2 separate regions of the Macaca mulatta genome follow, and region 2 is linked to region 1. Evidence: chromatin contacts called from public Hi-C data. All regions are on one chromosome and are shown on one strand. The core of a region is the stretch at or near the end of the contact, and the rest is flanking DNA. Distances in the headings are between cores, read along the strand shown. Region 1 holds the start of KCNJ9 (potassium inwardly rectifying channel subfamily J member 9). Region 2 holds the start of DUSP23 (dual specificity phosphatase 23).

Region 1 (4,263 bases), core at 1,037-3,536:
TCTACCTTACATAAAAAGTATTTAGCATAATGCCTGGTACATTGCAAATGAGTCCTCAACAAATCCAGCTATTTATAAATCATCATCATCATTGTATGAGTGGTGATGTGCTGTCACTATATATATGGCTAATATACTGCAAAAAAAATGGTTAGAATTATTAATCTAAGGCATGTAATTATGCCAAGGCATATAAAAGGACATAGAGATATCGCAAGATGAATATGGAATATATAAGATTAACACAGTTCATCTCCAAAGGATAAATGTGAAATGTAGGATGGATGAGCAGCAGGTAGTCCTGGGAGCTGCATGTTCAGACTGGATGAAGTCACCTCCTTTTCTTATTCTAGTCTAGAAGACTTCCCCTAGGAAGCAGGCTTATTCTGTAAAATCCAACTAGTCAGTATTTACCAAACATTTACCATGTGCCTAAGACTACAATAAATTACAAATAATTGAAAAAATTAAGGATAAGATATAATGTCTACCCCCAAGAACCCTACAATCTCTTGTGAGGGCTATGAATACAATCTAAAATAAAGTATCAAATTCTACAACGTGGACTATATGTAAGTACACTAAGTAATCACAAAAAGGGAAGAGCTAATGGGTTACAGTCCTTGGTGAAAAATTCATGGAAGCTGGGTTGGAGTGGGGTGGCGGGAGCTGCGGACCTTGACATACATAAAGGATATTTAAAAGGGAAAATAACTGGGAGTTGGGAGCAATCCAAAGATGCCACTCTATAAATATTCTGGTAGGAGGAACCTCTAAAATCAATTCAACTTTACTGAATGGCTACTAGTACTGTATTAGATGTTGAGGTAGAGAAAAGAACAAGATAATCTCTGATATCGAGGAATTCAAAGTGTCCTGATGGAAAACTAGGAGAGCAAAACAAACAAAAACAGTTATTACAAAGCTGTGTGACAAATGCTGTAACAAAGGAATGACCAGGGAGTTCTGGAGCACTGTGAGAACTTTCAGTAGCATGGCAGGGTCTTCCGTGTGAGTGATTTTCTGGAGCTTAGATCCCGTCCGCCCCAGTCCACCAATCCTCGGACAGGGGAGGGGACTGGCATCGAAGTCATTCATTCTGAGTGATGAGGAAGTGAGTGGGAGCTGGGAGCTAACACTTGCACTGAGGCCTGAAGGGTTGAGTAGGTGTTTGCCAGAGTGATTGGGGAGGGGATGGCAACTTTGACAGAAGAAATACCAAACACAAAGGTACTGAGGCATAAGGGGCTGACAAGTTTAGGAATTTTGTGACGCTTTCCTGTCTTCTTTCCCATCACCTTCACTTAGGGTTGCCGGATAAAATACAAACTGCCCACTTAAATCTAAATCTCTGATTACCAACTAACAATTTTAAAATATAAGTATGCCTCCAATATTGCATGGGACATACACACTCAGCCCTTCAACTCATCCTGTCCTGTCCGGGGCCCCACAAATCCCCGGTGAATACCGGCGAGCTCGTGGAGTAAAGCATGAGAAGGCTTATCTTCCTTTCACTCCTACATTTTTCACTCTCGGGTCTCCATCCCAGGACTGAGGGATGTAGCGCGCAGCCCGCAGCTCGCTACGCGTCGGAGGGTTTTCCTCTGAGGACTGGAAACGGGGCGCGGGATAAGGGCGGTGGGGCTGGGGGTTGTCACTTACGAAGAAATCTCACTCCGCTCCATAAAATCCTCAATCCAGTGCCGGATTTCCCGGCAAGCGGACGTCTCTCCGCCCAGGGACCGGAAATCCCGCCTCCGCCGGAAGAAGATGCGGAAGCGAGACCGCCTATCCAGAGGAAGGCAAGTGTTTGGCTCCTGCGGCTGAGAATCCCGCGCGGGGCTGGAGACAGGTAGCAGTACGGGGGCGGGGCTTCATGCCGGAAGTGGTAGTCCGCAGTTGTTTCGGTTGGCGGCCTAGCGGGTGGGAGATGCGGCGGCCACCTGCTGCGAGGAACCGAAGGGAAGGTTAGAGGTACGAAGGCAGTTTGGAGCTGGGGCTGAGCAGCTGTCGCACAGTCAGATCATGGGCTCGACCAAGCACTGGGGTGAATGGCTCCTTAACTTGAAGCTAGCCCCCGCCGGCGTGTTTGGTGTGGCCTTTCTAGCCAGAGTCGCCCTGGTTTTCTATGGGGTCTTCCAGGACCGGACCCTGCACGTGAGGTATACGGACATTGACTACCAGGTCTTCACCGATGCCGCGCGCTTTGTCACGGAGGGGCGCTCGCCTTACCTGAGAGCCACGTACCGTTACACCCCGCTGCTGGGTTGGCTCCTCACTCCCAACATCTACCTCAGCGAGCTCTTTGGAAAGTTTCTCTTCATCAGCTGCGACCTCCTCACCGCTTTCCTCTTATACCGCCTGCTGCTGCTGAAGGGGCTGGCGCGCCGCCAGGCTTGTGGCTACTGTGTCTTTTGGCTTCTTAACCCCCTGCCTATGGCAGTATCCAGTCGAGGTAATGCGGACTCGATTGTCGCCTCCCTGGTCCTGATGGTCCTGTACTTGATAAGGAAAAGAGTCGTCGCGTGTGCAGCTGTGTTCTATGGTTTCGCGGTGCATATGAAGATATATCCGGTGACTTATATCCTTCCCATAACTCTCCACCTGCTTCCAGATCGCGACAATGACAAAAGCCTCCGTCAATCCCGGTATACTTTCCAGGCTCATTTGTACGAGCTCCTGAAGAGGCTGTGTGATCGGGCTGTGCTGCTGTTCGTAGCGGTTGCTGGACTCACGTTTTTTGCCCTGAGCTTTGGTTTTTACTATGAGTACGGCTGGGAATTTTTGGAGCACACCTATTTTTATCACCTGACTAGGCGGGATATCCGTCACAACTTTTCTCCATACTTCTACATGCTGTATTTGACTGCAGAGAGCAAGTGGAGTTTTTCCCTGGGAATTGCTGCATTCCTGCCACAGTTCATCTTGCTTTCAGCTGTGTCTTTCGCCTATTACAGAGACCTCGTCTTTTGTTGTTTTCTTCATACATCCATTTTTGTGACTTTTAACAAAGTCTGCACCTCCCAGTACTTTCTTTGGTACCTCTGCTTACTGCCTCTTGTGATGCCACTAGTAAGAATGACTTGGAAAAGAGCTGTAGTTCTCCTAATGTTATGGTTTATAGGGCAGGCCCTATGGCTGGCTCCTGCCTATGTTCTTGAGTTTCAAGGAAAGAACACCTTTCTGTTTATCTGGTTAGCTGGTTTGTTCTTCCTTCTTATCAACTCTTCCATCCTGATTCAAATTATTTCCCATTACAAAGAAGAACCCCTGACAGAGAGAATCAAATATGACTAGTGTATGTTCCACACCTTCTGCTACTGTGTTACATTCTGATTGTCTTGTATGGACCAGAAGAGAGCTTTGGGACATTTTTTCTGAACATTCTAAGGATTCTAGTGAAAGTTTCCGTGTTCCAGCAGAATGTTTGTCTTGTATATAAAAGGGACACAATAATTGAGGTCCACCTTCTAGGAAATCCTAGGACTCGTTTATTTGGGACATGGTGGGAATAAAGTGTAGGAGGACAAGCCGCAGACAGAACTCCTCAGACACCAAGTTAAAGAAGGAAGGGGTTTATTCGGCTGGGGGCATGGGCAAGACTCCTGTCTCAAGAGCCGAGCTCCCAGAGTGAGCAATTCTTGTCCCTTTTAAGGGCTCACAACTCTAAGGAGGTCCGTGTGAGAGGGTCGTGATCGATTGAGCAAGCAGGGGGTATGTGACTGGGGGCTGCGTGCACCGGTAATTAGATAGGAACAAAACAGGATAGGGATTTTCACAGTGCTTTTCTGTACAATGTCTGTAATCTATAGATAACAGAACGGATTAGGTCAGGGGTCGATCTTTAAGTACCAGGCCCAGGGTGTGGCGCCAGGCTGTCTGCTTGTGGATTTCATTTCTGCCTTTTAGTTTTTACTTTTTCTTTCTTTGGAGGCAGAAATTGGGCATAAGACAATATGAGGGGTGGTCTTCTCCCTTAAAAGGTTACATATTGGAAAATGAAAGGCTTATGAAACTATCAGATACTAAGATTCTTAAAATAGAGGAATATAGTTAGAGACATCAGGTTTAAGCCAGTATTTGTTCCTGTTTTACAATGCTTCTGTCTTAAGCTGTGTCTCAACTTTTAACCCCTATCTTTTCTTTCTAAAGCTTTCCTGACAGCTGTGAAAATCCAAAAAATATTCTTAGGCTGGGTATGGTGGCCCTTGCCTGTAATCCCAGCATTTTGGGAAGCTGAGTTGGGAGGGTCGCTTGAGT
Region 2 (4,263 bases), core at 916-3,415, 260 kb after region 1:
GAGTGTGACATCCAGGCTGTCTCTACCCCCAGAGAAACAAGGGTGACACGTGTGCAGCAGGTGGGCCTACACGGAGGGGCCTCCTGGCCTGTGAGCATCAGAGACCTGGCAATGCCAGGAGGCCAGGCTACTCTGGACCTGAATCCTTTTCATTGACTAGCTCCCCCAGAAAACACGTCGAATATTGTCAGGGAACAGATACATAGTATTTCAGCATCTTCAAGGGATTGAAGACGTGTGTTGCTGTTTTGGCCCATCCTTCCACTTTCTAGAAGTGTGATGATGGGCCTCTCTGAGCTTTGGCCACCTCATCCAAAGAAGAGAGATGGCCCATCTGCCTTTCCTGTATCACAGGGCTACAGTGAGGCTGAAATAAGTTGATGTGTGGGAATGCTTTATAAAGTACCATGCAACGTGCCCTGGTTTGTACAACTCATTTATTCAACAAAAAAGTACAAGCCTCCCCTTCAATCAAGACCTGCCTGCAGGGGTGGGCTACTTCAGTGTCTTGAGCCACTGGGAGCTAGAGGGTTTAATACTTTAGTCCACTTCCCTTCATCTCTGACCCCATCGACAACATGGGGCAGGGGAGTGAGGGCCCGGTAGAAGGGTACTGAGGCCCCTTATTTCGTTCGCTGGTAGAACTGGAAGACTGCTTTCTCCTGCTCATAAGTCTCGATGGAGCCGGGTCGTAGTCGTCGGATTTCAGCAATGGCATCTCCTGCAGCCAAGCCCCGCTCCTTTACCAGGTAACAGGCCAGCATGGTGCCAGTGCGGCCAAAGCCCAGGGCACAGTGCACTCCCACAGCCTATGAAGAGGGAGCTCGATGGGTGCCGCCCAACTCCCCCAACCCCAACTGTCTCCTGTCCCTCACTTGGTTCTCCCCACAGCTCCTTCTTCTGTGCCAGGTCCAGGGCTCTGCAGCAAAGTCAGGGAGGGCTGTCCCTGCACTGGGTGGCTAAGAGGCCTCTGCAGTGGCTGGTTCAAGAGCTGCCCGCCTCCGCACAGCCCTCCACCTGTAGTGTTCAATACAGAAACCACTCGCCACGGCTACTGTGGCTACTGTGTACTTGAAATGTGGCTAGTCCAAATTGAGATGTAGTGTGAAAAACGCAACAGGGTATGAAGAGGTAGTGGAAAAAAGAATGAAAATATCTCATTAAGATCACCAAAATTAATTTTATCGCTTCTTTGCTTTTTAAGAACGCGGTTGCTAGAAAAATTAACATTACATGGAGCCACTTACGTTCCGTTATATTTGGGCAGCTTTACTCTAAAAAAAAAAAAGGTAAACAGCCTCCACCTGACTTCAACCCCCACCTCTCTCAGGTGTCTGTCCACACCCTTCTCTTTCTCAACTCACAGTATTAGCTGGTTTTCACCGCCTCTCCTCAAGTCCAGTTCGCACTGCTTCGCCCTCTCTTTAGTTCCTTCCGTTTAGCGCCTCCCTCCCCCGCACTGGCTTCCCAGTCTCCCGGCCAGTCTCCCGGCCCTACTGTCTGCCCCTAGTACCTCCCCGAGCCCAGTTAAGTTATTCCAGGCCGGGTCTCCCCAGCTCCGCCCGCGTCCCCGGATGACCTTCCAGGCCCCTCCCTCCCTGCGCTGACCCCGCCCTCTGACCTCTCCCCGTGCGTTGGCCTCGTCCACGATCTGCACGAAGCGGTCGATCTGGTCAGGGGCCGGCGGGCAGAAGTCGGGGATGCGCAGACGGTGCAGGGTGAGGCCGGGGCAGCTGTCGCTGTGAGGGGGCCCGCGCTCTGTCAGGGACACCAGGTGCCGCACGCCCAGGTCCAACAGGAACTGGTAGTGGGCGGGGAGCCGCGGCAGCGCCAGCCCCGCCAGCCGGCCTGGGAGCACCCAGGAGAAGTTGGGGGGCTGCACGCCCATCGCTGGGAGAGGGCACAGAACAGCGGGTCATGGGGGGCGAGGCTGGCCAGCCCCGCTCCGCCCACCCGTCTCCTCGCCCGCTCCGAGCTGGGTAACCCACCGCCTACCTGGCCTCGGCGCCTCCCGGGCCACGTGGTTTGCGGGGCGCCGTCCTCGGGGACGCTCTACCCTGCCGCGGGGATTGGCCCAGACCCTGGGGCGGGGCTGGAACGCGGAACCCAGGCTCTGAGCGACCGAGGGAAGCGCCGCGATACCGCTCCGCCCGAGCAGGTCACGCGGTGATTGGCTGGCTCATCATAATGGGCGGGGTTACTTCCGCGTGGTTCAACCTACTCAGCTAAGAAGGAAGACCTGGAGCGAGTTAGGAATTGTTTGCTGCGGAAGGGGCAACCCGGGGTCGGGCTCTGCTGCGCCCTGGCGGCGTGTTGCAGTCATTGCGTCACTAGCGCCTGTCCCTGGGTCCCCGCGGGCGGGCCTAGTTCCACCTCCTTCATGCTGGATGCCCTGGGGTTTAAGAGATGACAAATCGGCTTTCTCCCAGGACGAGGAGTCTGCTCTCTAATGACTGAGTGGTAGTTATCAGCGACTTTTTGAACTGTTCCAGTGAGAGGGAATTACTGCTGCGCAGGAGGCTATTCTCATTTTTTCATTGCTGGAACTATTAAAAACTTACCTAGGGTAATAATTATAGTAATAATAACCAGCACCAACAGTCAACCCCCACTTCTGTCAATCCGGTTGCTCCTCAGGCCTTATTGAGCATTTATTATGCGCCAGATAGTCTTCTAAGCACTTAACACATACTCATTTAATCGCCACAGTTATAAGGTAGGTGATTTAATGAATCCCATTTTATGGATGAAAAAACAGAGGCACTGGAGAGGTTAATAAACTTGACCAAAGGATGATGACTAATGCCTCCAAAATCTTTAATAACATCGCCATTTCCTAAAGTTAAATGGAACATTGTTTTCTCTTCACATAACCCCCTCATGTCCCCAAATATTATCTGGGTTAAACACTTGTGGGTTTTCTTAATTTTTATTAGTATTTCATATTTCTTCATTTTTCAAGGCTAGTTCTCTGGGTCACTGTCCCCTGAGCAGGCTAGAGTTGATTAGTGTTGTTCTTACAAGGTGGGGGGTCCTAGATCTGAACACCGTTTCCGCTGTCATCTGACCAGTCCATATCCTCATTTGAGTAATGTGCTTGTAGCGATGCAGACTAACTGTAATTATGAAAATAGTTAACCCTTACTGAATTTGTTTATGTGCCAGGCCCTGTGCCAAGCGCTTTCTGGAAGAACCACATGTGAAAGGCATTTTTGTATCTTTTTTGTACATGAATCATTGGAAGCTTAAAGAAGTTGGTTAACTTGGCCAAGGACACAGTGATCCAAGCCCAGGGCACTTGGCCATGAGGGTGTATTATATTTCCTTCCCTTTGCACCTACTTATGACACACGTTTGACCATTTAAGCCTTTGGCTTCAGCAAGATGGAAAGGAATTTGTCTTCTCCTAAAGATCAAAGCCTGCTCTGACCCTGTGGGAAATACACTTACCGTTTACCCAGACAACTACTTTCCCCAGGTTCCAGGAGCTGCCAAATCTCCCCTTTTGTTCCTTCCAGACAATCACAGCCCTAATTAAGCCCTTCCTGTTTGCACTCTCATTTCCTACATAAATTCCTATCAATCTTACCGGCCCTCCCCAGTTTATTCCTTTCTCTGTTTCCTAGCCATGGTCTCTCAGCCACCAGTCACCTCTTCCCCCCACCCCCTGACCTCCCACTTCTCTTCCCTATCCAACTGCTCTTCAGGATTTCTGGTCGCACTTGTTCTTGTGAGTTAACCTCTTCTTAGTCCCTTTGCCTTGTTCTCCTTTCTTTGCTTCCCCTACTCATCAGGGAGCTTTCCACTTCACTCCCTGCCCTCCTATGTGCCCGGTCTTTGCCTTCTTGATATCCAGCTCAAAGCCCATCTTCTCCAGAAGGAGAAAATTTTTTTGGGAGACCTAGATCTTCCTCTTTCCTGAGTCCCCTAATAGTGATTCTCTCCCTCTTGTGGGTTTCTGCAGGGCTAGCAGTGCACCCATCAAACCACTGGGGCCTCCCTGTGGACAGGCCATTGGCTCCCTTTTTAGGAAGCTCTGCCCTTCCCTTCCAGCAGACCCAGATGGAAAGGGCCCAGGGTCCCTGCCTTAAGCTGTGTCCCATTGTCACGGGTGCCATTTGATGTTTTGTGTTGGGCCCAGGGGGCCTCAAACTGTAAGGAAAAACCCTCTCTGATGGTTTCGTGGCTCGGACTTCTGCAGTTAACGGGACTTCTGCAACTAATCACCTCCTTGTCTGCCCACATACATGATACTGACCTTCT

The links. A called contact is a pair of places that touch in the nucleus more often than the background predicts.
Region 2: a Hi-C map of fetal cortex germinal zone shows a contact between it and region 1, with 4 times the contacts expected there. The contact joins the promoter of DUSP23 here to the promoter of KCNJ9 in region 1. A contact is called at or near these places in 4 of 14 Hi-C or Micro-C datasets (CD4 T cells, cortical neurons, fetal cortex germinal zone and 1 more).

Annotation. Positions count from the first base shown.
Region 1 is chr1:106,853,151-106,857,413 of T2T-MMU8v2.0, forward strand. It overlaps KCNJ9 (potassium inwardly rectifying channel subfamily J member 9), which reads right to left and starts at 2,287. Exons shown (of 7, transcript XM_077941043.1): 1 at 2,236-2,287; 2 at 1,666-1,949. PIGM (phosphatidylinositol glycan anchor biosynthesis class M) reads left to right here and starts at 1,776. Exons shown (of 2, transcript XM_077941063.1): 1 at 1,776-3,301. The coding sequence starts at 2,029. The coding sequence ends at 3,300.
Region 2 is chr1:107,112,816-107,117,078 of T2T-MMU8v2.0, forward strand. It overlaps DUSP23 (dual specificity phosphatase 23), which reads right to left and starts at 2,166. Exons shown (of 3, transcript XM_015112822.3): 1 at 1,996-2,166; 2 at 1,622-1,890; 3 at 421-809. The coding sequence starts at 1,888. The coding sequence ends at 624. It overlaps LOC114670290 (a long non-coding RNA gene), which reads left to right and starts at 1,619. Exons shown (of 3, transcript XR_013396437.1): 1 at 1,619-1,718.